7 separate regions of the Mus musculus genome follow, and all the other regions are linked to region 7. The links are chromatin contacts, called in public Hi-C, HiCAR-type, HiChIP or PLAC-seq and promoter capture Hi-C maps. All regions are on one chromosome and are shown on one strand. The core of a region is the stretch at or near the end of the contact, and the rest is flanking DNA. Distances in the headings are between cores, read along the strand shown.

Evidence for each region. Hi-C and Micro-C count contacts between places; a contact is called where the count stands out from the background. HiCAR-type assays count read pairs that join an accessible place to other places. HiChIP or PLAC-seq counts read pairs in DNA pulled down with a chosen protein or histone mark. Capture Hi-C pulls out chosen DNA fragments and counts their contacts.
Region 1: a Hi-C map of B cells shows a contact between it and region 7, with 6 read pairs. The contact joins the promoter of Nrbp1 here to the promoter of Ctbp1 in region 7. A contact is called at or near these places in 4 of 39 promoter capture datasets (hippocampal neurons, liver and pre-B cells), 1 of 484 Hi-C or Micro-C datasets (B cells), 1 of 115 datasets of contacts at active chromatin or transcription factors (astrocytes) and 1 of 9 other capture datasets (adipose tissue).
Region 2: a promoter capture Hi-C map of liver shows a contact between it and region 7, with 5 times the contacts expected there. The contact joins the promoter of Agbl5 here to the promoter of Ctbp1 in region 7. A contact is called at or near these places in 1 of 39 promoter capture datasets (liver), 1 of 115 datasets of contacts at active chromatin or transcription factors (astrocytes) and 1 of 9 other capture datasets (liver).
Region 3: a contact with region 7 is called in an H3K27ac HiChIP or PLAC-seq map of thymic regulatory T cells, with 12 times the contacts expected there. The contact joins the promoter of Cenpa here to the promoter of Ctbp1 in region 7. A contact is called at or near these places in 1 of 39 promoter capture datasets (liver) and 1 of 115 datasets of contacts at active chromatin or transcription factors (thymic regulatory T cells).
Region 4: a contact with region 7 is called in a promoter capture Hi-C map of adipose tissue, with 4 times the contacts expected there. The contact joins the promoter of Gtf3c2 here to the promoter of Ctbp1 in region 7. A contact is called at or near these places in 1 of 39 promoter capture datasets (pre-B cells) and 2 of 9 other capture datasets (adipose tissue and liver).
Region 5: a contact with region 7 is called in a HiCAR-type map of astrocytes, with 4 times the contacts expected there. The contact joins the promoter of Mpv17 here to the promoter of Ctbp1 in region 7. A contact is called at or near these places in 2 of 39 promoter capture datasets (liver and pre-B cells) and 1 of 115 datasets of contacts at active chromatin or transcription factors (astrocytes).
Region 6: a promoter capture Hi-C map of liver shows a contact between it and region 7, with 4 times the contacts expected there. The contact joins the promoter of Slc5a6 here to the promoter of Ctbp1 in region 7. A contact is called at or near these places in 1 of 39 promoter capture datasets (liver), 2 of 484 Hi-C or Micro-C datasets (B cells and CD4 T cells), 1 of 115 datasets of contacts at active chromatin or transcription factors (large pre-B cells) and 1 of 9 other capture datasets (liver).

What each region holds. Positions count from the first base shown.
Region 1 is chr5:31,238,578-31,242,224 of GRCm38.p6, reverse strand. Nrbp1 (nuclear receptor binding protein 1) reads right to left here and starts at 1,307. Exons shown (of 18, transcript NM_147201.2): 1 at 1,223-1,307.
Region 2 is chr5:30,886,785-30,890,392 of GRCm38.p6, reverse strand. It overlaps Agbl5 (ATP/GTP binding protein-like 5), which reads right to left and starts at 1,459. Exons shown (of 16, transcript NM_001374737.1): 1 at 869-1,459; 2 at 13-273. The coding sequence starts at 227. It overlaps Gm35795 (a long non-coding RNA gene), which reads left to right and starts at 1,438. Exons shown (of 2, transcript XR_376844.2): 1 at 1,438-1,546; 2 at 2,399-3,608. It overlaps n-TYgta9 (a tRNA gene), which reads right to left and starts at 2,310; the gene lies at 2,222-2,310. n-TAagc15 (a tRNA gene) reads right to left here and starts at 1,878; the gene lies at 1,806-1,878.
Region 3 is chr5:30,664,568-30,668,364 of GRCm38.p6, reverse strand. It overlaps Cenpa (centromere protein A), which reads right to left and starts at 1,479. Exons shown (of 5, transcript NM_007681.3): 1 at 1,252-1,479. The coding sequence starts at 1,336.
Region 4 is chr5:31,178,157-31,181,550 of GRCm38.p6, reverse strand. Gtf3c2 (general transcription factor IIIC, polypeptide 2, beta) reads left to right here and starts at 1,407. Exons shown (of 19, transcript NM_027901.2): 1 at 1,407-1,667.
Region 5 is chr5:31,152,494-31,156,230 of GRCm38.p6, reverse strand. It overlaps Mpv17 (MpV17 mitochondrial inner membrane protein), which reads left to right and starts at 1,980. Exons shown (of 8, transcript NM_008622.6): 1 at 1,980-2,040; 2 at 2,489-2,563. The coding sequence starts at 2,494. Gtf3c2 (general transcription factor IIIC, polypeptide 2, beta) reads left to right here. Exons shown (of 19, transcript NM_027901.2): 19 at 1-225.
Region 6 is chr5:31,046,185-31,049,639 of GRCm38.p6, reverse strand. Slc5a6 (solute carrier family 5 (sodium-dependent vitamin transporter), member 6) reads left to right here and starts at 1,561. Exons shown (of 18, transcript NM_001360022.1): 1 at 1,561-1,674; 2 at 1,841-2,010. It overlaps Atraid (all-trans retinoic acid induced differentiation factor), which reads right to left and starts at 1,000. Exons shown (of 7, transcript NM_027855.4): 1 at 884-1,000; 2 at 60-178. The coding sequence starts at 967.
Region 7 is chr5:33,272,881-33,276,603 of GRCm38.p6, reverse strand. Ctbp1 (C-terminal binding protein 1) reads left to right here and starts at 1,600. Exons shown (of 10, transcript NM_001198861.1): 1 at 1,600-1,825.

The DNA of each region.
Region 1 (3,647 bases), core at 58-2,557, 2.0 Mb after region 7:
ATGTCTTAATAAACCACTAAAAAAGATGAGTTAAGGATCACTTTTTCCTCCGTCCCCTATCAAAGAGCTAAGAAAATAATAAAGTCTGTTTCAGCTACATTCGCAGAATGTGCATCCAATCTGAACGGATAAGTGAAAGTCTAGCGAGATACAGAATATACTCTGGAACGTCAAAGCCCATGGAATCTAAAACTACAGGACCAAGGAAACAGGCAGCCCCTCCACGGGGCACTTAGAGAAAAGATGAACTGTCATCAGAGACAAACATCCAGAAAGCACATTGCCCTCCCAATCATGTCCCAGAAGGTAAAATAAGAGCAGTGCCTAAAGATCTCCAAGCACTCCCGCAAGAGATGCAGAAACGTGTGCAACACTGGGGGTTCTGCCTCAGAGCTGCTGGCAGTTTTAACAGGGATCACTGTGGAAAAGCTCATTTGCATCGGTGAGGGTATCTCCTCGAAGCCTCTAGCTACCCTGAGGACGCATAGTACATTCACTACAGGGCATTGTCTGTCATCTCGCAAAGTTGTTCTCCCGGCTTCCATTATTAGTTGAAAGCCCTCTGCACATCACCCCGCATAGCTCGCAGCCACAGGCCGCTCTGAGGAAACCCAGAAAGCCTCTGAGGTCAACAGAACTGCTCAGTCGGAGAGAATGCAAGCTCGGAGGGAGGAGGCCCTCAGCTTGTCAACACTCCAACAGGTCGCCCGGCCAGTATCTGGAAGGAAGCGGCGGCGGACAGACAGTGGCCGGCCAGGAGACCGAGCACCACAGCCACCTCATCAAAGGCCAGCCCTGCCCCGCCGTCAGGCCGCAGACCACGCCCCCGCGCTCGGCGCGCCGCCCCGCGAGCAGGCCCGGCCCGGACGCCGCGCTTCCTTCCGCAGGCCCTCGGGCCCGGGCCCCCGCCCCGCCCCCGCCCGCGCCGCCTGCCCCGCCTCTCGCGGCCAGAGTTCCAAGAGAACGCCGGGGCCCCCCGACCCGCGCCCGCAGAATTCCGGGCCGCCGCGGCCACGCCGGAGACACCAGGAGGGCGGGCGGCGCCCTGGGGCCAAGGTGGCCCCTCAGCTGCGACGGGCCGGGCTAGGTCGGGCCTGACTCCCGAGAAAGCAGGGCCGCCCGACAGCACCCGCCGGCCGCGTCCTGCCGGCCCGCGGCTCGGGGTCATCCTGCCGCCCTTCCGCGAGCCCCTCCCTCCAGGGCCTCTTTCTCCGGAGCTCACCTCCCGACTCCGCGCCCGCAGCCTGCGCTTCAGCTCCAGCTCGGGTTCCGGGGCCTCGGATCCCAGCGACTCCCTCACAGCTGCGCTCCGCAGCGCAACCGAACTGCGGGCCCCGCCCTCGCGGCGTCCGGACCAACAGTGGGCGGTGCCGCACCGCCGCCAGGTTTCCATTGGACAGGGCAGCGGGGGGCGGTTCCCACAGACCGAGGCTCTCAAGGCAGTCTACTGCCGGGTCTCCTCCCCTTGCGGGGTTCCGGCAGACTGCCTGCCAGCGTTGTCTTCTTGTCTCTCTGTCCATCCTCCTCCCAGTCGAGGTGCCCCCAAGTAATTCTGCCGGACGAAAGGAAGGCCTTCTCTCTCTTCTTGAAAGCGCCATGACAGTCCTAATCCTCTAAGAAGACAAAAGGAACGGAAGACGCAGCCTTTCAATCTGAGGAACGAACCCACCCACATTCCCCATTTGGGAAAGAGACAGTGCACTGGTCATCAAATTTTCAGAAAGCTTTTTTTTAATCGCTTAACATGAAAACTAATAGTTGCTGATTTGCATAACATTATTTACCCAGACATAACCTGATTCGACCCACATAAGGGAGAACTCATTGAAGTTATCCAATGATAGTTGGCAAATTCGAAAAAGAAACAAAACAAAACAAAAAAAAAAAGTTACTCAAATTTAAGTTGACATGAGTCCAAAATAGAATCCGAAGTAAGAAGATCCATCAAAACTGTCTTTGAAAAGGTATTATTTGGAAAGAGTTTACATTGTCTGTGAGTGTAAAGAATTACAATAGATTCTGGGTAAGCCATTGATCTTAGAAAGTTAAAGGCAGAATTTAAGAGATGTATAATACCATTATACATGTATTATCAAGGAAGAAGGATGAATCATCTGAATCTGAGAATGTCACAATCACCAATTTTACTCTCCTTAAAGGGACTAGTTAATCCTAGTTCACGGGTTCACACAGAAATCCTATAGAGACTCATTTTTTTCTCATCTCTTCACTTTAAAATGCTTGCTTTAAAAACTGAAATTTCAACAAGCATGCCAGAGAGATCTCTGTGAATTCAAGGCCAACCAGGGCTACATAGTCTCAAAAACAAACTTTTTTTTTCACCCAGCATAGTAATGCATACCTGTAATCCTATCACTCAGTAGGCTAATGCCGTGAGTTCAAGGTCAGCATAAGCAATAGAGCAACAACACTGTGTCAAGACAAAATAGAATTCTGATGTTGGATTAAAAGATGCACTTACCTAAAATGTATAGCACACCATTTCAAAGTTTGTTCTAGTCTCAGAAGGGTGCTCATCCTCTCCAGATTAGCCTTTCTGCCAAAGCCATTGTAACTCCTGAGCCATGGCAAGCATTCATGACATATCTGTTCATGCTACTTTAGTTCCTATTATTTTCTGTCAGTACTATTTCAAATGTGCACAGAGGATCTTTTGGCAACCTCATTTTCAGTTATTTTCTCATGTATACCTAAAATGACCAACTGCTGCCTACATTTTTACCACCTCACTTATGTTTCCTGATTACAAAAGTAATAAATACTAGCCAGATGATGGTTGTGCATGCCTTTAACCCCAACACTCCGGAGGCAGAGGCTGGTGGATATCTGTGCACTTATAGCCAGCCCGGTCTACAGAACAAGTTCTAGGACAGCCAGGGCTACAAAGAGAAATCCTGACTTGGAAAACCAAAAGCAAACAAAAAATAATGAATGCTTATTATAAAAACTCAGAAATTAGCTTGACTGTGGCCCAAGCCTTTAACCTCAGGACTCAGGAGGCAGAGGCAAGAGGATCTCTGAGTTCAAGGCCAGCCTGGTCAATAGAGTTGAGTTCTAAGACAGCCAGGTCTACACAGAGAAACCATGTCTGTGAAAAACAAAAACAAAAAAGAAATTGATATGGAGACAGAGCCTAGCAATTAAGAGCACTCTCTGCTTTTGTAGATAACCCTGGTTTGGTATATATACATGGCAGCTCACAATTATCTGTAGCTCCAGTCTGAGAAAATCTGGCACCCTCTTTTGACCTCCATGGAACCTAGGCATGCATACAGTATACGGAAGCAAACACTCATAAGCATCATAAGCATTAAAATAAATCTTTTGAGCTGGGTGTGGTGGCTCTTGCTGATAATCTCAGCATCAGGAGCCAGAGACAGGAGGATCTCTGAGTTAGAGGCCAACCTAGTGCGCAGAGGGAGTTCCAGAACCGTCAGGCCTTCCAGAGAAACACTGCCTCAGTAGTATAATAACCAAACATACCTTTGTTTAAAGCCACTAAAAACCAAGAATCTCAAAAATATTTCAGTATAATATATATACATACATGGTGACTTCTATGAATCAGGCATTTTTTTTTAAGTTTTATTTAGTGTGTGTCCAATAAGCATGTTGCTGGTCCCCAG
Region 2 (3,608 bases), core at 210-2,709, 2.4 Mb after region 7:
CAGTCCTCATACCTGTTGCCATTTTCATATTCCGTTTCAGCACAGTCAGGCCGGGTCCACACGTTGAACTCGTAGTCAGGGGAAGCAGCAGACCCACTAGCGGGGGCTGTTGCCACCCCTCCTACGCCTTCCCCATCACTAGACACAGTCTCCACCTTTTCCACATGGGCTAGGTTCCCTGAATCAAAGCGAGAACTGAACAGCAATCCCCCACAGCGCAGCTCCATGGTGGGGCTGGGAAAGCATCCTCTTGCCCCACACAGGCCCTGAGAGCTGGGGGGAAAAAAAATCAAAGTTGGGATAGGGAGGAAGGGCAGAAAATGAAACAATGTGTTTGGTATGTCTGGATAAATGAGAAATGTCTTTTCTACTCTATGAAGCAAAACGCTCTTATTCATAGAAAACCTGGAAGTAGCCTTTCAGTAAGATCAAGAGAAAGCACAACTCTGTCCCTGGACACCCAAGGAGTATGAGCGACCTAAAAACACCCTATTTTACTACATCACCACCGTTCCCCAATCGAATGCTCACTAGCTTCCTTAGTTGAGTTGGAAAACGCTAGATTCTCAAGCTTTTTAACAACCTAAGAGGCAGAGACTCGAGGTCGGGTGGTTGCCACTGACTCTATGAGGGAGAGGCCATATTAAAATTTCCTATATTGGCTTTGTACTGGACAGCCCGGAGCAAGAAGAACCAAGTTTCTAAGTGTAAATGGTAGCTTCCTTTCTTTACCTCTTTTGTCTTCACAAGCACCGACTGTAATTATACTCGTTTCTCGGAGACCTTGAAGAGCGTTGCTACCACCCCCTTCCTCTACTACGCCTATTATGAAAACGTAGCCTATGCCCGGCCAAAGCCACTTGCTCACCTGCCCTGAACCTCAGTTCCAATTAGGGTCTGTTTCCATCCTCCCGCCCTGTAGACACGAGCCCGTGCAAAAGCTACCCTCGAAGGTGTGGGTAACGGGCGTCCTAAGCACCCCTAGGAAGGCTGGGCCAGTAGAGTCCCGCTTGGAAGCAGCAGGCAGCTCCTCGATTCGCGAGGACCCTCGCGCTGCCTGGCTTGTCCAGGGCAGGGTGGGGTTTGGAAGCGTGGGAGGGGTCGAGACAGGTACACTGGCGGACAGGAAGGCGGGTCCTAGGGGTCAGAGGTGAGGCCACAGGAGCAGAGGGAGTCAACCAAAGGCGGGGTCGGCGGGCCGGCCGCGGCAGGCCGGGGGGCGGGGTGGCATTCGACGGGGGCTCCGGCAGAGCGGGCTGAGAAGGGGGCGGGGCCTGCCGGCGGGGCCGCAGTCCACGCGAAGCCCCTCACCTCTCTCCGGGCCGCTGCTCCCGCTCCCTCTCCCGCTAGCGAGGCGGCACCTCGGGCCCCGGCACCCGGGCCCTCCACCCGGGACCCACACAAAACCAGAGAGCCGCGGTGCCGGGACCCCACTCTGCCAGGAAACAAGAAGTCTCTTGCCTATTGGCCGCAGCTGCAGCTGGCTACCCGCCCAGTAAAGCGCACTGCCATTGGTCGCCACGCAGGGTTCCGTGCACGTTGGCAGGTACCTGTGAGGGGGCCGTTTGGGGGCTTCCGCGGGCCACCGCCGTGTGCGGCTCACTAGGCGTCTTCTCTGTAGGCGGTTAACGGCCCGCCTCCCCGAGGCGGGAAAGACAGAGCAGTGAGCAGGAAACAGGAAAAGACTTACCTGTGAATAAGAAAATAGCATGTGAAGCCGATCTTTGTTTACCGTGCTCCTAGCTCTACTGTGTAACGAAACGTGGACACAACAGATCATGAGCCTGATGGTGTGTAAAAGGAAGTGGAGGATGCGGGCATCGATCCCGCTACCTCTCGCATGCTAAGCGAGCGCTCTACCATTTGAGCTAATCCCCCAGCTGTAGTGCTGTACCTTCCTGTAACCTTTACAAGGTTTCCTGAGACTCAGTTTTCTAATGTAGTTCACAATATAAAGTAGGATGGAGCCCTCAGCAAGATTTTGAAACAGAGCCATGTAATACATACATAAGCAATAAGGACTTTTCTTGAAGTACATGTCACTATAGCTTTAACACCTAATATGCGAACAAGGTACGTTGTACTTCGACTACTTAACTGCTATATGTACTCAAGGGGTTTTCAACGTAGCCAGGAAAATACACTGCCTATCCTCAAGTAAGCGTTTCCCCCACGGAGCAATTGACCTAGGGTGTAGGTAAACTAAAAGTAGTGCACGAAGTCCTTCGAGCCGGAATCGAACCAGCGACCTAAGGATTACCATATTGTACTGACTACAGTCCTCCGCTCTACCAACTGAGCTATCGAAGGCCCCGCTGCGTCGGGCTGCTGCAGTTTTCCCTCTAATGCTTACCAAGATTTTTTTTTTTTCCCTAATGTGTTTCTGCGTAAACTAAAGGATCCCGGGCCAGAAGAAAGGCGGGCTTGCAGGCTCGCACCCTGCGGCAGGAGCTCGCCGTGAGCCGGATTGAGGCTAAAGCTGGGGCGGCCTTCCTCTCGCTAAGCAGACATTAGTTTCGGTGTTTGGGACTACGAATGCTGCTTCTGCTCCAGGTTTCCTTTGGTTTTCGGCGTGATGAAAGTATATAAAGCATGTTGTTCTGATGATGCGAAAGACATTCGCTCCGTCAGCTGAAGTGTCGGGGTCCATTCACCGAGACCCAGGCCAGAAGGGAAGACCGAGCCACGGGAGCGAGGGACCCCTATGCCCTGGACGCTGGGATGCAGCGGCGGCCCGGACTCCTACTCTCCGAGCCCACTGGCTGGGTGCAGTCCCAGGTCCTGCCCTAGTCGCTTATAACCTCGCTTTTATGGTCGAGGTCTGGGAAAGGTTTCCGCCCCACCTGGGCTTCACTGCCAACCAAGTGTCTTCTCTGCCGTGATGGGTTGACCCCTTATCTGGCTCACGTATTTGTTGCTCTTCCTCACAGGGCCAGCCCTCTATTGGCTCACAGAAAGCTCACCCATTTTTTTAAACAAAGGAACAAACTCAACGCCCAGGTCCTCTGTGCAGTCTGCTCTGACTGGCGGAGTGGTTGGGTCCAGGAACCCTCCCCCAGTCGCAGTTCTGAAACACCCAGCTAGGTAGAGAGGTGGTTTGAAATCTTACTTAGATTTCATTCTGATGGGGGGGGCGGGGGGGAGCGTGTTGCTACCGTGACCAAAACTCATCTGCCTATAGTTCTCAAGGCATGCCCTTAGCATTTGAAGCAGTTCATATTTCTCTCTTTCTCCTCCTCTCCTTCTTTTCCTCATTACAACCCCCTACCCCACTATCTGTCTCTCCCTTGTTTTATTTTTGTGAAGCCTTTAAAATTTGAGGTTCATATAACATACTTATCCCTTTGTTTCTCAAGTCTACAGCACCAAGTATTCCCAAAGGGGTCTTCCACCTACACTGATCAGGGAAAGTCCAAGTGAGCGTTTTAGTGACCTGTAGTACAATCACAATGTTGTACAAATGTCACCTCTCTATTAGAGGGCTTGTTTGTTTTTAATGTTCAGGCTGGAGCCCGGGACCAATTTTTTCTCCAACTCGAAGAGATTCGCCTGTTTCTGCATCCAGAATTCTGAGATCAGAGCATGCACCAGCACATCCCATCAAAACT
Region 3 (3,797 bases), core at 230-2,729, 2.6 Mb after region 7:
CCTTCCTTACCCCCCTTTTTATTAACAAGCTGCTGGCATTAAGCTAGGTAGGTTCTGAGATATTCTTTTTTTTTTTTTTTGAGGCAGGGTTTCTCTGTATAGCTCTGGCTGTCCTGGAACTCACTTTGTAGACCAGGCTGGCCTCGAACTCAGAAATCCGCCTGCCTCTGCCTCCCGAGTGCTGGGATTAAAGGCGTGCGCCACCGCGCCCGGCGGTTCTGAGATATTCTAACCCGGCTAGGCTGCTGTTACCAGGCTATATGACCCATTATTTGCCATCTGATCTTGCCCTGGCTCTCTCTGGTCCATGTGGGTCCTCATGGCTGCTCTCTTATCCAGACCTCATGAGTAATCCTTCTTCACCCACATGGTCTCTCCATCTCTTCTTCTCACCTGGTCTCTTCAGGACCCTCTGATTGGGAACAGAAGTCCCACTCTTCTTTCTTCTGCCCAGCCAATTGGTTGATCAGCTCATTAACCAATCAGAGGTGATGGAAAACAGTTTTTACATCACATTGAGGCAGTGTCTGGATTGTAACCAGATCTCAGAAATAGTTCCTGAATACACACTGCATACAACCATCCCCAACACAGGCAGAGATCTGTGAGCTCTAGGCTAGCCTAGTCTACATAGCACGTTTCAGGTCAGCAAGCCAAGGCTACACACCGATACATACCGAGTTCCCGTCTTAAAAAAAAAAGGGTCGGGGAGAGGGTTGGGGATATAGTTCTGTAGTAGAACCCTTGCCTAACATACACGGAGTCCTGGGTTCCATCTCTAGTGCTGCAAATAAATAATAAAGAGTAGGAGTTAGAAAGCTGGTTCAGCTGTTAATAGCCCAGGCTGCTCTTCCAGGGGGGCCGAGTTCTCTTCCTAGCACTCTAAAAAAAAGGGCAGCTCACAACTGTAACTCCGGCCCCGGGGTTCCGACGCTCTCTTCTGGCCGTCGCCAGAGCACGAACACAAAATAAATGCAAAATACATGCAAAGTAAATAAATGCAAAAAAAGACCCCGTGTCCGTCAGAATGAGTTTGTCTTTGCTCCAACTCCTTGTCTTGTCTGCATTTCGTTTTTCTCCCTGCTGTAAACCGGTCAGGAACAAACAAGCAAACAAACAAACAAATAAACAAAAAAACCATTACCCCTACGCGAGGTTAGCGGCAAGCCGTGACCAGGAACCGTCCCTCTACAGGCCCGGCCCCACAGGATGACCGCACCGGCCTCGGAGGTGCAGGGCAGGCTCGCTTACCTACACTGGAGCTCTGTCGCGAGGGTCCAGGCGCCGGGCTGGAGGGTCTCCTCCTTGGGGTCTGCGGTTTGCGACGCGGGCCCATGGCTGGCCTCGAGGGGCCGGGTCCCGCCGCCTTCCCTAAGCCTTCTTGGTCCTGCTGCCGAAACCGAACGCGAGCAAGCCCAAGGTGCGCGTCAGGACCGCCAGAACTCGGTCGCCAGCAGTTCAAAAAATCACCCGCCCCTCCCACCGCATCTTTTAAATCCCAACTTTGTGACTCTCAGTGGCTGGTTCTGGAAAGCCAGCGTGGAGCGACATCCAGATAAACCAATGAGAATAAAGGTCTGAAGCCAATGGGTACTTGAAGACGGGAAGGAAGGCAGGATTTCCCCACCCTTTTCCTGTTGATCTCTTTTTCAGATGCCCTCTGGGCAGGACGGCTCAGTTCTTACGTGGGTGGTGGGTTTGTAGAGCTCACTTCCTCAAAAGTTTTATGCTTTTCTATCAAACGTTGAGGTGGCTTTAAAAATACGGAAACAGATGCCCAAGAATGTGACAGCTCCACACAGCACCCGTGACACTCCTGAAAGCAACCAGCAAATATGATTCAGAAGCCTGGTTAACTGCATGACCTTTTCAGAAGATAGGGTCGTGGGGACAGCCAGGACGGAGGAATCTGAGGACAAGGTCCAGGCAGGGCAGGCGCCAGCACTATTATTGGACCATGCTATCAAACACAATGACAGAATTGCCTGAGAAAAAAACCGGCTTTTCCTTTTCTCCCGGGAGTAATATGAATTCAGGTCATGGCTCCGTAATTAGAATAAAGAGAATTTCGTCATTTTGCTTTTTTGAGTTTTCTAAATGATCTATCATGAACGTGTACTCTAATCAGGAAAATACTTATATAATCAGTGGTTTCATAGAAGCCTGGTGGAACATTGGGGTGGGTGGTGTAAAATGGCACAGCTGCTATGGAAATGTGTCATGGTTCGAATCTGAAATGTCCTCCAAAAGTTTGGTGTCCTCTGTGCAGCAGTGTTCAGAGGTTGGGCCACAGGTGCTCTGACTTCATCTGTGTATTCCTTTAATCCCAGCACTTGGGAAGTAAAAGCAGGTTTGTTATAAGGACAGGGCCAGTAGACCTACATAGTGAGTTCCAGACTAGTCAGAGCTATGAGCAAGATTTTATCTTATTTATTTTATTTTATTTTTGTCTCAAATAAACAAAAGACCAACAACCAACTCGTTCAATCTCCAGTATTTTACCAACAGACATGAAATTTAAACATAGAATTACTATATGATCCAGAAGTCCATATATATATATATGAAGACATCAGGATCCTCAGCAACTGTTAATTAGTCAGATAATATCCGTGTATGAAGTCTGCTCTAGACAGATAGCCCTTTAGTAAACTAGAAGGAGAAAGCTAGATTGAGGACAGACTCTACGATTCATAAGAAACTGATGATACTACCTATATAACTGTAATGGTGTGTGGGTTAAGGCATAAGAGGAGGGTAGTGCTTATTAACGTACGTAGTTTTGCATATTTTGGCTTTTGAACCAATCGGACTGTTGTACTGCAAGTGGGGGTGGGGCACCGGAAGAACGCAGGGCAAAATCCGAAATGAAGATCCACAGCTTGTATCTTCCTTCACCAGGCCGGAAGGGGAAACAGTGGAAGTCTGGGCCAGATGCTGTGATTTGTGGTTTCTTCTTTGGGTACCTGGCTGTCACTGGTGTACTGCCAGGAGTCAGGAATGGGGGTCCAAGATTTTACCCCCCTCCAACATCTGGGCATGCCAGGTGGAGAGGTCGAGGCAGAGCCCAGGATGAGTGAAACCTGGTCTGACTGGGAGTGAGGGCAGAGCGTGCTGGAAGAACTGGAGAGGAGAAGACCTTGCTCAGGGGTCTTAGGCGCAGCTCTTTAGTCAAAGGCCTTCTTCACCTCGTTTCTGAATGAAACAACTTTCTGAGACAATCTTTGCTTGCTCCTATTGCTTTATTTAATGATGGATGTGAATGCATATACTTTATTTGGGGTGAACCAGGGATTATATACCTCTTGTGGGAAGGAATATCTAGGAAGGGGCGCTCATTGGCTGAAGGCTCAGGGCTATCTAGATATCTCATTAGCATGGAGAAGAACTATAGATGTTGTGCTGGGTGACTCAGTGCCTGAGGTCTTCAGTGGAGTATCATGGTTATGTGTTCCAGAGCAGGTAGGCATGGCTCCACTTCTACCAGCCTGAGATCTCTCAGATTCCTGGGATCTGAGCTCACTCAACCATTCTAGTTCTTATGTCTGTCTGGTAACACGGTCCCACATGCCGTATATTAAACTACTAATTTTTTAAAAATACATCGAATGAAAACATATTGGGCTGAAGAAGTCACGTTGAACACTAGATGTCTCTGAGCTATGGACGAGTTGACTGGAACAAGAGTTGTAACATGTAGATCATAGAAACCCTCAGCAGCCGGGCATGGTGGCGCACGCCTTTAATCTTAGCACTCGGGAGGCAAAGGCAGGCAGATTTCTGAGTTCGAGGCCAGC
Region 4 (3,394 bases), core at 158-2,657, 2.1 Mb after region 7:
GGTATTCCATAAAAGGGAATTTCAGTATAAATACATACGCTGGACCAACAATGAGAAACAGATCAACTGCGTGCAGGGTTAGTTAAGCTTAAAAAAGAGCCTTCAGGCTGGAGAGATGGCTCAGCATTTAAGAGCACTGACTGCTCTTCTGAAGGTCCTGAGATCAATTCCCAGCAACCACGTGGTGGCTCACAACCATCCGTAATGATTCTGGTGAGTCTGAAGTCAGCTACAGTGTACTTAGATATAATAATAAATCTTAAAAAAGAAAGAAAAGAGCTTTCACTTGTTGTATCTTAAACTTTGAGAATCTTTTTCCAAAATCAAAGTTATTTTAAAAAAATTTTTTTGTGTGATAAAACCAAAGAGAACTTAACCAGAGGCAGGATTTTAAGAGATGTTGTTCATCAAAGCACTAAATCTGTTACTCCCTATAAAATGTTTAGGAGCTATTATCTAAAAGAGGAAGACAGCCATTCAAAATGCTGTCATTTGAGCATAAGAGGATGTCGGAGAACTGGGTGTTCTCTTTCTTTCCTTTCAGATTTTGGCTAAATCCCTTTTTCCTTTTTTAATTGGTAGGATACAGGATTACCCTGGTAGAACCTGAATTCCTGAGCTCAAGAGATCTTCCTGCTTCAGCCTTGAGTACCTAGTCTGGGAGTTGACGTGCCCCATTGTTTTCTCCCTTTCTCATTTTTCTGAGACATGGTCTAATATAGTACAGGCTGATTTCCAATTTCCAAGTAGTCATGGATCACGTTGAACTGCTAATCCTCCTGACTCCATCTCCGGAGTGCTGGGATTATAAGCGTGCACCATTACTCTTTGTAAAGATTTAACCAAGGGAATAATTGAACAAGACTATTTAGAAAGGGGAAAGCTGCCATATTTCACCTCTTCCGGTTCATTTTAATTCGCCCTCCTCCTGGGTAAAGGCAGATCTGTGAAAGCTACATGGTTTTAAAAGGCTGAAAACCTTGTTGCTCGGAGGCCACTTCCCAGTGAGGGAGTGGCGTGAGGCCTGGGTTGATGCTCTCTTTAAAAGCGCAGCCTACCCACCCAGGCTAGGCTCCCCCCGCTCTTTTCTTCCCTTGGCCTCTTTCCAAGCCCTCCTCTTTATTTTCTTCCTGTCTTGGCTCATTCACTGGCAGCAGAAAATCAGGAGATCTCTGGGGGCGAGGGATTGTCTCCTAGTCCGTCGAAGCTCGGGACTGTAGTTAAGAATCAGGTGTGGTCAGGCTCTTTTCTCCACAAAGCCAGCAACCTGGGTGGAAAGGCAGGTCGGAACGCTCGGCGACAGCAGAAGCGCGACACTTTCCTCTTCAATGCTTTTCCACAAGGCTGCTGGTGGAGCTGCGGTGCCGCGCAGGCGCCGACCTCCCCTTCCGGTCGCTGAAATTCCCAGAAGGCCCTGCAGTGTCCTAGGGCCGCGGAAGCCACGCTCCAGCTCGCGGGCGTCGGAGGGCTCAGTGCCGCGCCGCGCTGCATTATGGAACACAGAGTTTAAAAGAAAGCTCGGCAGGAAACGCGTTCCAGACCAAGCTTGCGTTTACCTTGTCTCGGGGGCGGGGCAAGGAAGAGCCGATCAAGATTTCGTCATAAAACCGCGACCCGACAGGCGGCGCCATCTTCGAACTTGGACTTCCGGAAGGACTTTGGCGCGGGTGAGTGTACCGCAACGGGGTGTGCGGGGGACCCAAAATTACTCCTCCCATTCTTTTGCCGTAGCGCTAAGGCAATGGGAACCGATTCCCGATTCCCGTCTTACTCCCGCGCAAGACAGCGCGCCTCCTAGCCTTTGCGCTTCTCCCGAGAACCGTCGAGCTCTCTCCTCCGTCCCCACTGGGGCCACTGAGCATCCCCCATCTCTGCCAGCCGGTCTTACCTTCTTCCCCAATTCGGTGTATGTAGCGCGGTAAACTGGACTCAGGTTTCTGCACTGCTTACGTTGAACTCGTTACGTTGGGCCTTCGGACTTGGGTGAACCTGCAGTTATCTTAAGGCTTAGGGAAATCAGGGCTCGCCTGGGGCTCGAAAGCTGCCCCCACGGCCAGGATTGGGGAATGGCAGGTGGTGGTGTCTCTGTCTGATTGCAGTCAGTCCTCTTGTGCTCATTCCCTCTTACTGTGTCTCAGCCTTTTCCTCCAAGTGGCTCTAACCCCGGGGGTTGTGCCCCGCGCGCTGCAACCCCATTGGCGCAGCCAAGGGCCAGTTATGTTTCCTTATACTGGTCCTTTTATCCCGCGGCAAGTTTGCCGTCTTTTGGACAAGACAGAGATGGCGACTTCACCCCCACAGGAGGTAATTCACTTTTCTGGGCAGGTTTAGGACATAACCAGGTCTTTTTGCCCTTGGAGGTACATTGATTGTTACATAAATTCAAATTAACCTTTGCTTACGTTACCTTTTACCGCTTACCGCTATCAACTGCAGTGCCATTTTTCCTAATAGTTTTAAGTTGTTCTATTCAGATTTACACTCTTTAGTTTCTAGCAGTATCAACTGAAAACGTGAGTTGCAGGTTTTTGTACAAATAATATGTTTGTTTTTGGACCAGTAAAATTATCTGATAAATCACCAGTTGCATGATAGGAATACTTTGGGAACCAGTGTATTAAACAGTGTATGTGAAGTGAGTCCGTGTTTAAGATGAAGTATTATCTAATTGTTTTTCTTTTGCCAAAGTAGTCAGGTTAGCAACCTGAAGCAGCAAGGAAATCAGACAGTATGGGATATAAAAATCCTAGTTAGAATTTACTGAACATTTCTTCCTTTACTGTTTAAAATTTGTATTGTCAGATCCTAAATAGGAATTCTACCATTCACTGCCACTGCCTTTTACTAGAAGTGAATTTTTTCTTTTTTTTTTTTGTATTTTTTTTATTACGTATTTTCCTCAATTACATTTCCAATGCTATCCCAAAAGTCCCCCACACCCTCCCTCAGAAGTGAATTTTTAAAAGGATTTTTTTTTTGTATGTTGAGTCACTCACTGAAAAAAGTTATATACTGATTCATGCATCGAGTTCGAATAGTGTAGTAAACCAGGAAGGCAAGATCTTACAAACTTACTTAACTTACTTTCTTATCTTTATCTTACAAACTTTCTCTTTTGGTTTTTCAAGACAGGGTTTCTTGTGTAGCCCTGGCTGTCCTGGAACTCATTCTGTAGACCAGGCTGGCCTCGAACTCAGAAATCTGCCTGCCTCTGCCTCTCAAGTTCTGGGATTAAAGGCATGCGCTACCACCACCTTCCAAACGTTCAAAGACAGATTGATTTTGTCTTAGTTTACTAAAGTCTGAATATTGGTTTGTTGTTACTTGTTTTACAAGACCACTTTCTTGGAGACAGGTTTTTATCCCTGATTGGCCTGGAATTCCAGATCCTTTA
Region 5 (3,737 bases), core at 731-3,230, 2.1 Mb after region 7:
GAAGATTTGTCAAACGCCAGAAGTCTTTAAGAAGAGAGCCAAGTAGTGAGTCCCCTTCCTATACAGAAGAGGAAGCAGACCTCTAGGACAGTAAGGTCCTTACACAGCAGAAGGGCCCATAACTGCATTAGTGTTAGGAGCCAAGTGTTATAGCACTCTGTTGTGATCCAGCTCAGGCGGTGTCGGGCTTGCTTTTTGAACTAATAAAGAAGTGCCTTCCATTGCAGAGGAGCTTGGCTTGTCCTGCAGAGCAACCCATCCATACAGCACATCTGTATTTCCCTACTTCCAGCGTTAGAGAAGGTGGAACCTGGGGGGGGGACTAAAGGCTGTGCCAGCGACCCTGCTCCTGGTGTTGATTCACGCTTGAGCTGAGAAGTAACTGTGGGGGCAATATTTTCTGTTCTGTTCTTTCTCCTCTCCCACAAGCCTTTTCTCCTCAGTCCTTTCTTCCCTATCTTCCTTCCCAGTGTAGCTGTTCTTGGTTCTTGCTCTTCTTCCTGTGTGCCTTAGCTTATTCTGTTGCCTTTGACACCAACACCTAAACCTATGTGTCCTTCAAGATCTCATCTCGGCTGGGATGTAGCTCAATGGAAGAGCATGGACTTAGTGTGTGTGCAAGATCCTGGGCTCACTTCCCTCCTGGTATCTTCTCCCCTCCAGAAACTCCCAGGTCAAACCTCACTAAGGGACTTTTATATTTCTCTAGTGGGAGAGAAGGGAGGATAGATAAATGATATTAAGCATTTTCTCGGTTTGGGGTGCTTTTCATATACCCCTGAGCTCCATGGGGTAGGTACTATTTTATGTAATGACAATTAGGTTCTGAGAGGTTAAGCAATCTGAATAAGGCTTGAATCCATATCGCTTAAAAACACCTTCCAATCTTGCACATTTGGACTCCCTTATTATGTCTACTAGTGAAATTCTTTTAGCATGTTCTGTACACAAGAATCTAATTCCCCTGAATTCTTACTCTCTCTAATAGAATCCATCCTTCATTAATCATACAGGAACTGACTAACTGAGCTGGGGGTGGACAGACATCAAATAAGTTGACCTTTTTCAAGGCTTGGAGACGTATACATCTTTACCTACCTCAGGAAGGGATTTGCAGGGAGTTGGGTGTTAAAACTAGAGGGAGATTAAGATTCCTAAAATGTTTTTTTTTTTTTAAATATAGTTTTATGCCTCTTTGCTTAACATGACTAGAAGCCGGGTGTGGTGGCGCACTCCTTTAATCCCAGCACTTGGGAGGCTAAGGCAGGTGGATTTCTGAGTTGGAGGCCAGCCTGGTCTACAGAGTGTGTTCCAAGACAGCCAGGGCTACACAGAGAAACCTTGTCTTGGAAAAACAACAAACAAAGCATGACTCTAGAAACCCATAAAGCAAAACAAACCCTCCATTGAGTTGCCTCTTGTACAGCCCTAGAATTCAAGGAGCCCTGATTGCAAGACAGGGTCATTTTACAAAATTCATGACCAAACTTAAGACAGCTAGCACGGGCGTTCTCAGGTTCTGCTAAGCCAGTGGTTCTGAAAGTTGACTGCTTGTCCAGAAAGATTTTTCAGACAAAACTTAAAAATTTGGTATAAAGAACAAGGAAAAAAAATAGAACAAGTCTGAGTTCTGCTCACTTGGGAGCTTGGGTATACCTGCACTACTTCAGCATTCAAGTTTCCAAACTGAGAAGGGCGTCTAGACCTGACTACCTCCGGGAGACTGACAGTCTGGCCTGATAGTCTGGGGAGAACGAGGGTGGGGGGTGGGGGCAGCCGAGTTACAGGGAAGCACAGACTGTCCTACACCGATGTTTGGTGCAGTCCACGAGAAGGGGGCTGCCCACTCCCCTTAAGTGGTCGGCTGAGCCGCCTCGCAAGGGGTATCAAAGGCCCCACCCACCTGCATTCCTCCTGGACTGCTTGTGTCCAAACAACAGCCCGGCCCGCAGGCAGACGGAAGAGGCGGTGCTCGATACGGAAGTCCCTGGACCAGCTTCGGTCACGTGAGAGAAGGTTCTGCGCAGAGCTGGCACTCAGGTGAGCGGAGGTTCTTGGCATTCAGAGACTTGAAGCACTGTGGGTTGAGAGTTCTTGCAGGTCATGTGACCTTACAGATCCAGGTCTTGGTTTATTTCTGGTGTGTAGTTACTCTTATAAAGGAGATTCCAACTGAATCTGGGGACCTATCGTGTTTACTTGGGGGATGGAACCCAGACTCTGGATGGAAGCCAGAGTAAGTCTAATTTCATGAGTGTCTTAATCAGGACTGGATGCCTTGCTTCAGGACCAGGACCAGGTTACTCAAAACTGCTTCCTTTCCAGATGAATAGTGACCACAAGGCAGGGGCACGGCCCAGTAAGCAAGCTTTCTGAGGCCTCTGTCACTTGCAGAGTTTGGAAGTAAGGAGAGTGAGCATAAGGAAATGGCAGGCATGTTCTTTACTGTGAGGGGCAATGGGAGTGACTTATCCTCTTGGTTTGACAGGGAGCATGGCACTCTGGCGAGCATACCAGAGAGCCCTGGCAGCACATCCGTGGAAAGTCCAGGTTCTGACAGCTGGTGAGTGTCACTCTGGGACCAGAGTATAATTAGAGCAGCTGATTTGAGGTGGAGGAGGAGGCCCATATCACGACACCACCTACCTCCTCCAGTTTAGCCCCCCCCCCCCGGAAGTGTTTCCCTTCTCCTGAACTATTATGTCTGTTTTGGAGGGTGAGCTGTTTCTGAGACCCATGCTGGAGGGGAGACGAAATAGAGACGTGGCTCAGAGGTTAACAGCGCATACTGCTCTGTAGAGGATTCTACACTATGTCATGTAGCTCAGAGCCACCTGTAGCACCAGCTCCAGAGAGCTCTGTCACCTCCAACCACTTGGGGCATCTGCACTCACTTGCACAAACACACACAGTTTAAAATGATAACAATAAATCTAAAAGAGAGAGATGCACAGTCTGTCGAGCAAGACTTAAAGTCCTCAAGAAATTAGGTGATAGTTTCTGTTTTTGTTTTTCAAGGCAGGACTTCTCTGTATGGTCCTGGCTGTCATGAAAATCTGTGTGCCAGGGTGGCCTTCAACTTAGAGATCCACCTGTCTCTCCTTCCTAAGTGCTGGGATTAAAGGGATGTGCCACCACTGCCTAGCCTAAGTAGTCCATTCTTAAAAAGCATTGCCCCCAAGAGACCCCACCTTGGGAAATTAAATGCTTTCCTCTTATACTTTATAGTGTGCTGAGCACATTGTCTCCATGCATAGGCGCCTCCAAAGGTCTGTTAGCAGGAATGAGTCCACATTAAATGACACACCTAACAAGTGCTGAAGTAACTTACTCCATTTTTATACATAATGTTTATTGTGAAGTGTATAAAACAGTCATATATCTAAAGTTTAAATCATATTAAAAGGGAATCCTTCAGTAATCAGCTTTGGAACTCTGTTGGATCCCTCTCTTTCAATTCATATATTCCAGTTTTTATTTCATTTTTAAGACAAGAGTCACACAACCCTGGGCTGACCTAGAATTCACATTGTAGCCAGACTGGCCTTAAACTTGCAGCTGTCTCTTCTCAGCCCCCTGAATGCTGAAATTACAAATGTAAACCACTACGGCTGGCTAGATGGCCACTCTCCTAAGCTTAGCTTACATCATTGTTTGGCTTTTCTTACAAACATATTCTCAGTACACTACCTGCGGCTTTTTTACTCTGTCAGCGATGAAGTAGCAGCTTCACAGAG
Region 6 (3,455 bases), core at 312-2,811, 2.2 Mb after region 7:
CAGTCTGGGAACTCTAAAAAGTTCAAAAGAATATTCAAGGATGTCTTCTCCTCCCTCACCCCAAGATGGTGCCCTTCTGATTCAGGCAGCATCGGGCCTGCATTAGCTTCGATGTATCCTCACAGTAAGCAGCCACTCTGGACAAATTGTGCATACCTCCCGGACACAGGGTGCATATCTGCAGAAGAGAAAGAAACCTGATTAAGACTCCAGAAAGAAAAAAAAAAAAAAGAACAAGTCAGTAGCCTTTCCAGAATTCCCATAATGCAAAGCGGAAAAGTGCCTTTTGTAAACAGAACCCATTTTTTTCCCTTAAAACCCCCGCACCAAATCAGCGCACTGTACGAGAGAAGATCCTCGTGTTTGTGCATTATTACTTGACTATACTGTGTCCTCTCCAGAGACTTCTCCACCTGACAGGCATGGTTTGGCAAGTGTTAAAGGGCTGCAGGTACACAGCGTACTCAAGCATCACTATATATTTAGATAGATAGATAGATAGATAGATAGATAGATAGATAGATAGATAGATAGATAGATAGATAGATAGATAGTCGTGCCATTGCACCACGCACAGCATTCGTGCAAGGAGAGCTGGCAGAAGAACCCTGGGACTCGTCTGGGAAGCACTATTTAAAATTATTCAAAAGCAAGGAGATCAAATTTCAAAGGACTCTGAATGTGGGCAGGGCGAAGGTGCTAGTGGCCTGCACTACGTGAGTACTGGACAACACCATCCCCGCAGGCACAGGGCCCGGGGAAGCTTCAGGGACAAAAATCTGAGCTTCCGACTGGCCAAAGGGACAGACACCGGCGGGCGAGCTGGATTCCGGGCTGACGGCCAGCAACCTTCTTCAGCCAGATCTCAAACTTTCTTCTGTACCTCAGGTAGAGCCAGGGCCCTCTCCACGCCCAGAACCAGGAGCAGGGCGGCCGCCCGAGAGCCGCCTGACTCCCGAGACGCCATTTCCCACTGCTTTCCACCGTCTTGACAGCTCGCGAGAACCGAGCGCGAGGCTCCGCCCCCAGCGTGTCACGCGCCAGCCTTGAGGCGAGGCTTAGCTTCCAAATCCTGTCACTCTGGGGCGTGGCCTGGTCCGCCCGGGGCACGAGCCGTGGAGCCCGAGGCGTAATTTGCCCGCAGGTTCGGGCTGCTCGCGGAATTCTGAGCTCCTGTCCTGCGCTTGCTCGCGGTGGACAGACCCACCATCTCTCCATTCTTCCTGGAGCGCAGGCCTGTCCAGTTAGCGCTTAGTTGCCTTGAGCTACTGCATGACCCTCAGCCCGGTGCGGACGCCCGGGCAGCTCCATCCGCCCTTAGTAAACATGGCGGCGCTGGGACCCGGGAGGGCGGGGGTAGGGGGCGGGGTCCTGCTGTCCCGCTGTCACCAAGTCAGGAGGTGCGAGCCGAGCCGAGCCGGGCCGGGCTGGCCTGCGGGCCAGCTGCCCTCATGTGGAGATCTCAAAGGTGGGCAGGGCGGGTGTAGGATGGGCCGGGCGAGGCGGGGATTGGGCAGGGCCGGAGAGACTGAGTTCAGTCGCCTGGAGGCGGGACTGGAAGGGGCGGGGCGGGGTGAGCCTCTCGGTGTGGGCTTTGGGGAAGGTCTTAAATACTAGTGCAAAGTCGTGGGTTCGCCACGTGCGGAGAGAAGGGGAAAGCTGAGCCGAGAGAGGGTAAGGGTGATGGAGGAGTGAAGATCGGAGGGCGAAGGGCAAACGCTGGCAAGAGAACACGAGCCTGGGAACCCTTCACCTTAATGTTGCGTAGTGTTCTGCAGCCCGGGCAAGGACGCGAAGCGGGAAAGACGCTTCCTTAACTCATGTTCTTTGCCTTGCCAAGGGGGAAAAACCAATGCTGGTTTCGGAAAGAACGTAGGAACTTTGGTAGCCCTGGCCGAACCACCGACGCAAGGCAAGCAGAACAGCAGCAGGTCTGACTGGAAGGGCGCTGGGAGAGACCCATCACACCTAAGGGGACAGCTATTGCTCTGGGTGACGACTCCTCAAAAGGTAACTAGAGACAATTAGAGCTCATCTCAATTAGCCTGCCAATGCTTCCATTCCACAGGCTCCAGGTATCTGCCTGGAAATCCTGAATTTGCATTTATCAATACATTTAGCTGGTGGGATATCTTGTTTTAATGAGAAAGGCCATTCAGATCTTGAGGAATATTAAGCCCTAGATATTGGTGACAGTTGGCCCTGCAGGTGTTCCCTTATATTTCAAAGGGGGAAGAGGGTGAGGACTTAGCTCTGGCATTCCTAGTTAAGTCTTGTCCCCAGTACTGAAAGAAATGAACCCACAAACCTCAATACCTTTCATTGCAGATAAGTCCCATGCAATGTGAGACCTTTTTAAAAGACATGTCCACTGTTGTGAATCAGTGGAGTTTGTAGAAAGCCACTGTTCTTTTCCTAGAATTGGATCGTATGAAAGTTGTGTTACTGCTGGCTTGGCGTTTTCCTGTCTGCTTACCTCTTCTTCCTCTATCCCAGAGGCTTCGTGGTTTCTCAACGCAGATAATTAATCAGGAAACTCTAGAAGCAGAGGAACCAAATCGGTACTACCCGACCACTTGGTGTTTTATTTTGAGACCGTGTAGCTTTGGTTGGCCTGGAACTCATAGAGATCCACCTGTCTGCCCCCTGTGTGCTAGGATTGGTCTAGAAGGGTTTTTTCTTTATTTTTTGTTTTGTTTTTGTTTTTGAGACAGGGTTTCTCCGTGTAGCCCTGGCTGTCCTGGAACTCACTCTGTAGACCAGGCTGGCCTCGAACTCAGAAATTCGCCTTCCTCTGCCTCCCAAGTGCTGGGATTAAAGGCGTGTGCCACCATGCCCGGCTTGTTTTGTTTTTTCAAGACCGTATTTCTACAGATATGGCTGTCCTGGTATTCACTTTGTAGACAAGGTAGGCCTTGAACTCTAGAGATTCCTCTCCGTCCGCCTCCAGAAGGATTAAAGGTGTGTGTCACCCTCCTTGTCTATCCTCCTCATCTTCCCATAGCAGTGACAGCTTGCCAAAGAGAAAGAAAACTCAAGGTGTTGCAAAATATCAAGGCCTGGGGCCCCTTTAGGTAAACCAGAGCCCCTTAGAATCCTTGACCCAGAGACGGTAGAACATGTGGCCCAAGTTCAGACTTTTTCTTTGTCCTGTGAGGCTTATAGTTCAGGATTAGTCTGTGGGAACCGCACCCTGCCAACTAGGCAATATGTGCCCAACTGTTTGAATACAGTTCAGAAGATGCTCTGTTTCCTTGGAGGGCAGGGTATATTAATCTGTCACTAGAATAGTTGAAATCTATACTGTTCCATGAATGACTGACTACAGTTAGCACTCTGTTCCTTTCTTAGTCTTGGGACTAGTGAGATTGGAGCACTGGTGAATACCTGTGAAAAATTCTTTTTTATTGTGTGTCTGTATGTGTGTGTGTGTGTGTGTGTGTGTGTGTGTGTGT
Region 7 (3,723 bases), core at 351-2,850:
CTCTCAGGAGCAAGTGCTTACAGGTGCCTTTGGGCAATCCTAAGGTCATAGGGTCTCTTAGGATGGGCATGTTCAGAACCACCTGTGCATCTCCACATCTCTACCTAGTGGCTTTCTACCTCACATCCGCAGGAGCAGACTCCTGCCTGCAGGGACCATCCCTGGAGTAGGAGTCCAAGCCAGTGTGATGGTGACAAGAAGCCTGGGTTTCCGAGGCTTCCTGGGAGGTTTCCGAGGTTTCCTGGGAGGCCCTAAGGGTTTTTTTTTTCTTTTTTTTTTTTCCATTTTTTTATTAGGTATTTAGCACATTTACATTTCCAATGCTATACCAAAAGTCCCCAATACCCACACCCCCCCCACTCTCCTACCCACCCACTCCCCCTTTTTGGCCCTGGCGTTCCCCTGTACTGGGGCATATAAAGTTTGCAAGTCCAATGTGCCTCTTTCAAGTGATGGCCTATTAGGCCATCTTTTGAGCCCTAAGGGTTTTTATACAAGCCCTGATATAATCCCTCACAAGGATGGAGTGATGTGGTGGTCCTAGTCACAATGTGCAAGAAAAAGTGGGAATTTGGGCAGCCTGAGAAGGAATAGGAGGTGTCACTCTGCCATGGAGTTGCTATGTTAGGATGGAACAACTGGGAGGAGCCCTTTGGATGGATCTGTAGGGAGTCACCTGCAGCTCGAGAAAACTGGAACAGACCAGGAGAGACAGTCCAGGATAGGGGTGGGGATTAAGGGAAAGTGTACATCTGCTGGCTTTCCCCCCTAGCCCTCAGTCTATTTAGGAAATACTGTAGCAGGTTTGAGACTCCACCTGTTAGATCTTTTTCTCCATCCATGTCTGCCAATAGATGGAATTGGAAGGTATTTTCAAAGCATTTTTTCTGTAAACAGATGCCCAGGCCCTTGTCATCCCTCATTGATACTGCCCACCTTTCTCAAAGATTTGATTTTCAAAACTCGTAACCATATGGCCTTCAGCATCCTTCAGTTTGGACTGTTCCCGTGATGTTATTATTATTATTATTATTAATTATTATTATTATTTTATTTTATTTTATTTTTTTTTATTTTTATTTTTTTTAACAGCTAAGCGGTATCCCTCGCTACGCCTGTCTGACAGTCCCACCAACAGTCAGTCGCTTACTCTGGGGTGGCCAGCGGGCATCTGTCCCTGCGCACAGATCACTTTCCCTGGCTGGGGCGCTGTCCAGCTCCTGGGTCCTGGGTCCGCGGCCCCAGCTCTAGCGCACAAGGGGCCGAGTGAACCGCTCTCGCTGTCCTCTTGAGGCCCCGGCGACTAGACTGGTAGCGCCCCACGCGGATGGGCTGCTTCACCACTCAGGCTCCGGCCCAGGTCACCGCGCCAAGGAGTGGCAGGGGCGCAGTCCGGGGTACGCGCAGGGGAGGGGAGGCCGGGGGCGGGTACAGCTGGGGGCGTGTCCAGGAAGGGAATCCAGCCTGGGAGGGGCGCTGGGGGTGGGGGCCGAGCGTCGGGCCGGCGGGCAGCTGGGCCCCTGAGCCGCCCGCGTACGTCCAGCGCGCCGCCTTGCCTGCAAACAGCAGACCAACCGAGGCCACGCCCGCGCGCGCGCGCCGCGTGTCCCCGCCCGCTCGTCGGTCGGAGCGCGGCTGGCGGCGCGGTGGCGGCTCGGCACGGCGGTGGCCGGGCGCAGGCGGCCGGGCGGAGTAGCAGACTGCGCCGAAGCCGCCCCAGGCGCAGGGCTCGCGGCGGCGGAGAGCGCCGGACTCATCGGGGCCCGCGGCCACCCGCACCTTTCAATGGGCAGCTCCCACTTGCTCAACAAGGGCCTGCCGCTGGGTAAGGCCGCGCGCGCGCATTTCCGGCTGCGGGCGGGGGGTGGAGGGGCGGGGGCGGGGCGGCCGGGCGCGCGCGGCGCTGGCTTTGTGTGCGAGTGCGCGTGCGCGCTCGCTGCGCGCGCGCCTGGTTGGGGGGGAGAAACCCAGGAGGCCAACGGGTGATGCGCATGCGCGAACTGCTGCACGCGCGTGCGCGTCCCTATTTTCCGATGCCCGCTCGCGACCCGCGCAGGTGACAAAGGGGCCTGTGGTGGTGCGACCCAGACTGTGACCGAGCCGGGCCTGTCTTCCTGGCCCGGGGTCCCGCGAGGATCCTTCTCGTGGACACCCAGCCGGGACCTAGGTGTTCCCGGAGTGACGAGCCTGCGGATTCCGCATGGGCCTCGGGTCGGCAGATCCGGGAGCGGGTAGTCTCTAGAGGTGGCGCTGAGGGAACATGGGTGGCCTACATGCCTATCACCCCTCTGGTCGACTTAGTGATGCTCAGCTTGGCACCTGGATTTGGACCACTTACGTTTTTTTTTATTCATTTATGAAAGTCCTTAAGCCACAGGGGTCCTGCCTGTGGAGGGCAGTCCTTCCTTGGCTGCGTTCCCTGGCCGCGTAGCCTGGCGCACGCGCAGCGAAGACGACCCCACCTTCGGGCGGGGCAGCCGAGAGGTTTCGGATTAGGGAGGAGCCTTTTGCCCACCGTCCAAGTGCCCTACAGTGTCCCTCTCTTTGGCGCTTCCACTTTAATGACCACACGGCTTGACCCCCAGCTCTGTTCTCACAAGGGCACTGCCTTCTTCCTTATAGCCTGAAAGCTGGCAGGGGATGAATCCTCGCAGCGTGTGCTGCCAGCAGGAAATAAGGAACTGTAGGCAGGAGGGAAAAAGGGAGGCGCCCTGTGATGGCCCACTATACCTCTTATCACACAAGGCCATTTTGCAGATCCTGTCAGTTTGTTTCAGGGTGTGGCGGGGTAAGGCCCTCCAGGCCTGCCTTCATCCTGGACTGGTGGTGGGTACTCCTCCCCTACACTGCACCTCTTCAGAGCTGAACTCCCTGGAGGCTCATGTGTATACACACACACACACACACACACACACACACACTTTTGTAGGAAGAGGCTCTGCACCCAAACCAGCAGGGTTATAGTCCAAATTTCCCATGGGGTAGGGAGGGCAGGCCCAGCCCATTGCCTTCCAGAAATCAGCAGGACAGCCTTGCCTGTCAAACCTTTCCTGGCCCAGGGTTATGTCCCTTGTCGTGTTGAGCTTTTGATTGATTAGGACAAATTTGCCTTGTAGGAAGGAAAAGGGAAGGAGTTTAGCTGTCCAGTATTTAGGAAAGTGAACCCAGTGAGCCAGGGTGTCAGCAAGATGATACCTAGCAGTTTTATTCCCCGGGTAGTATGTTCCCTTACTGTGTTTTGCTTTGTCACTTCCAGATTCAGAGCACGTGTCCAATATAAACAGGGATACACAGGATGCTTACCCCAGTGTGATTGGCATGCAGGACATCGGGGCTCCATTATAGAGTTGGACTAACATCTTTGAGACCCCGGGGGAGCATGATCTCTGGAAGAATGATAGCAGGATGTGAATATGGGCTGGGCTCATATGTGTGTTCTCTCTGTTTCATCTGCAACATGGGGTGACAGCTGTGGGATGTGCCAAGTTCAGGGACAGCGTTGTGGTGTAGTGTGGGGTCATACTGTTCTCCGGAACTCTATGAGTTTGCTTGTCTTGTTACTATTTAGGGTGGCAGCTGTGGTTTGAGGCTGCTCTTTCTCTGCATGGCCCTGCTGTATGTGTCAGCCTGGCTTCCACAGATGTCTGAGGGCACTGTGCCATGTTAGTTGTACATAGTGTGGGCTGGGGCCTGTGGAATCCTGGTGGGACCTCAGTGATACAC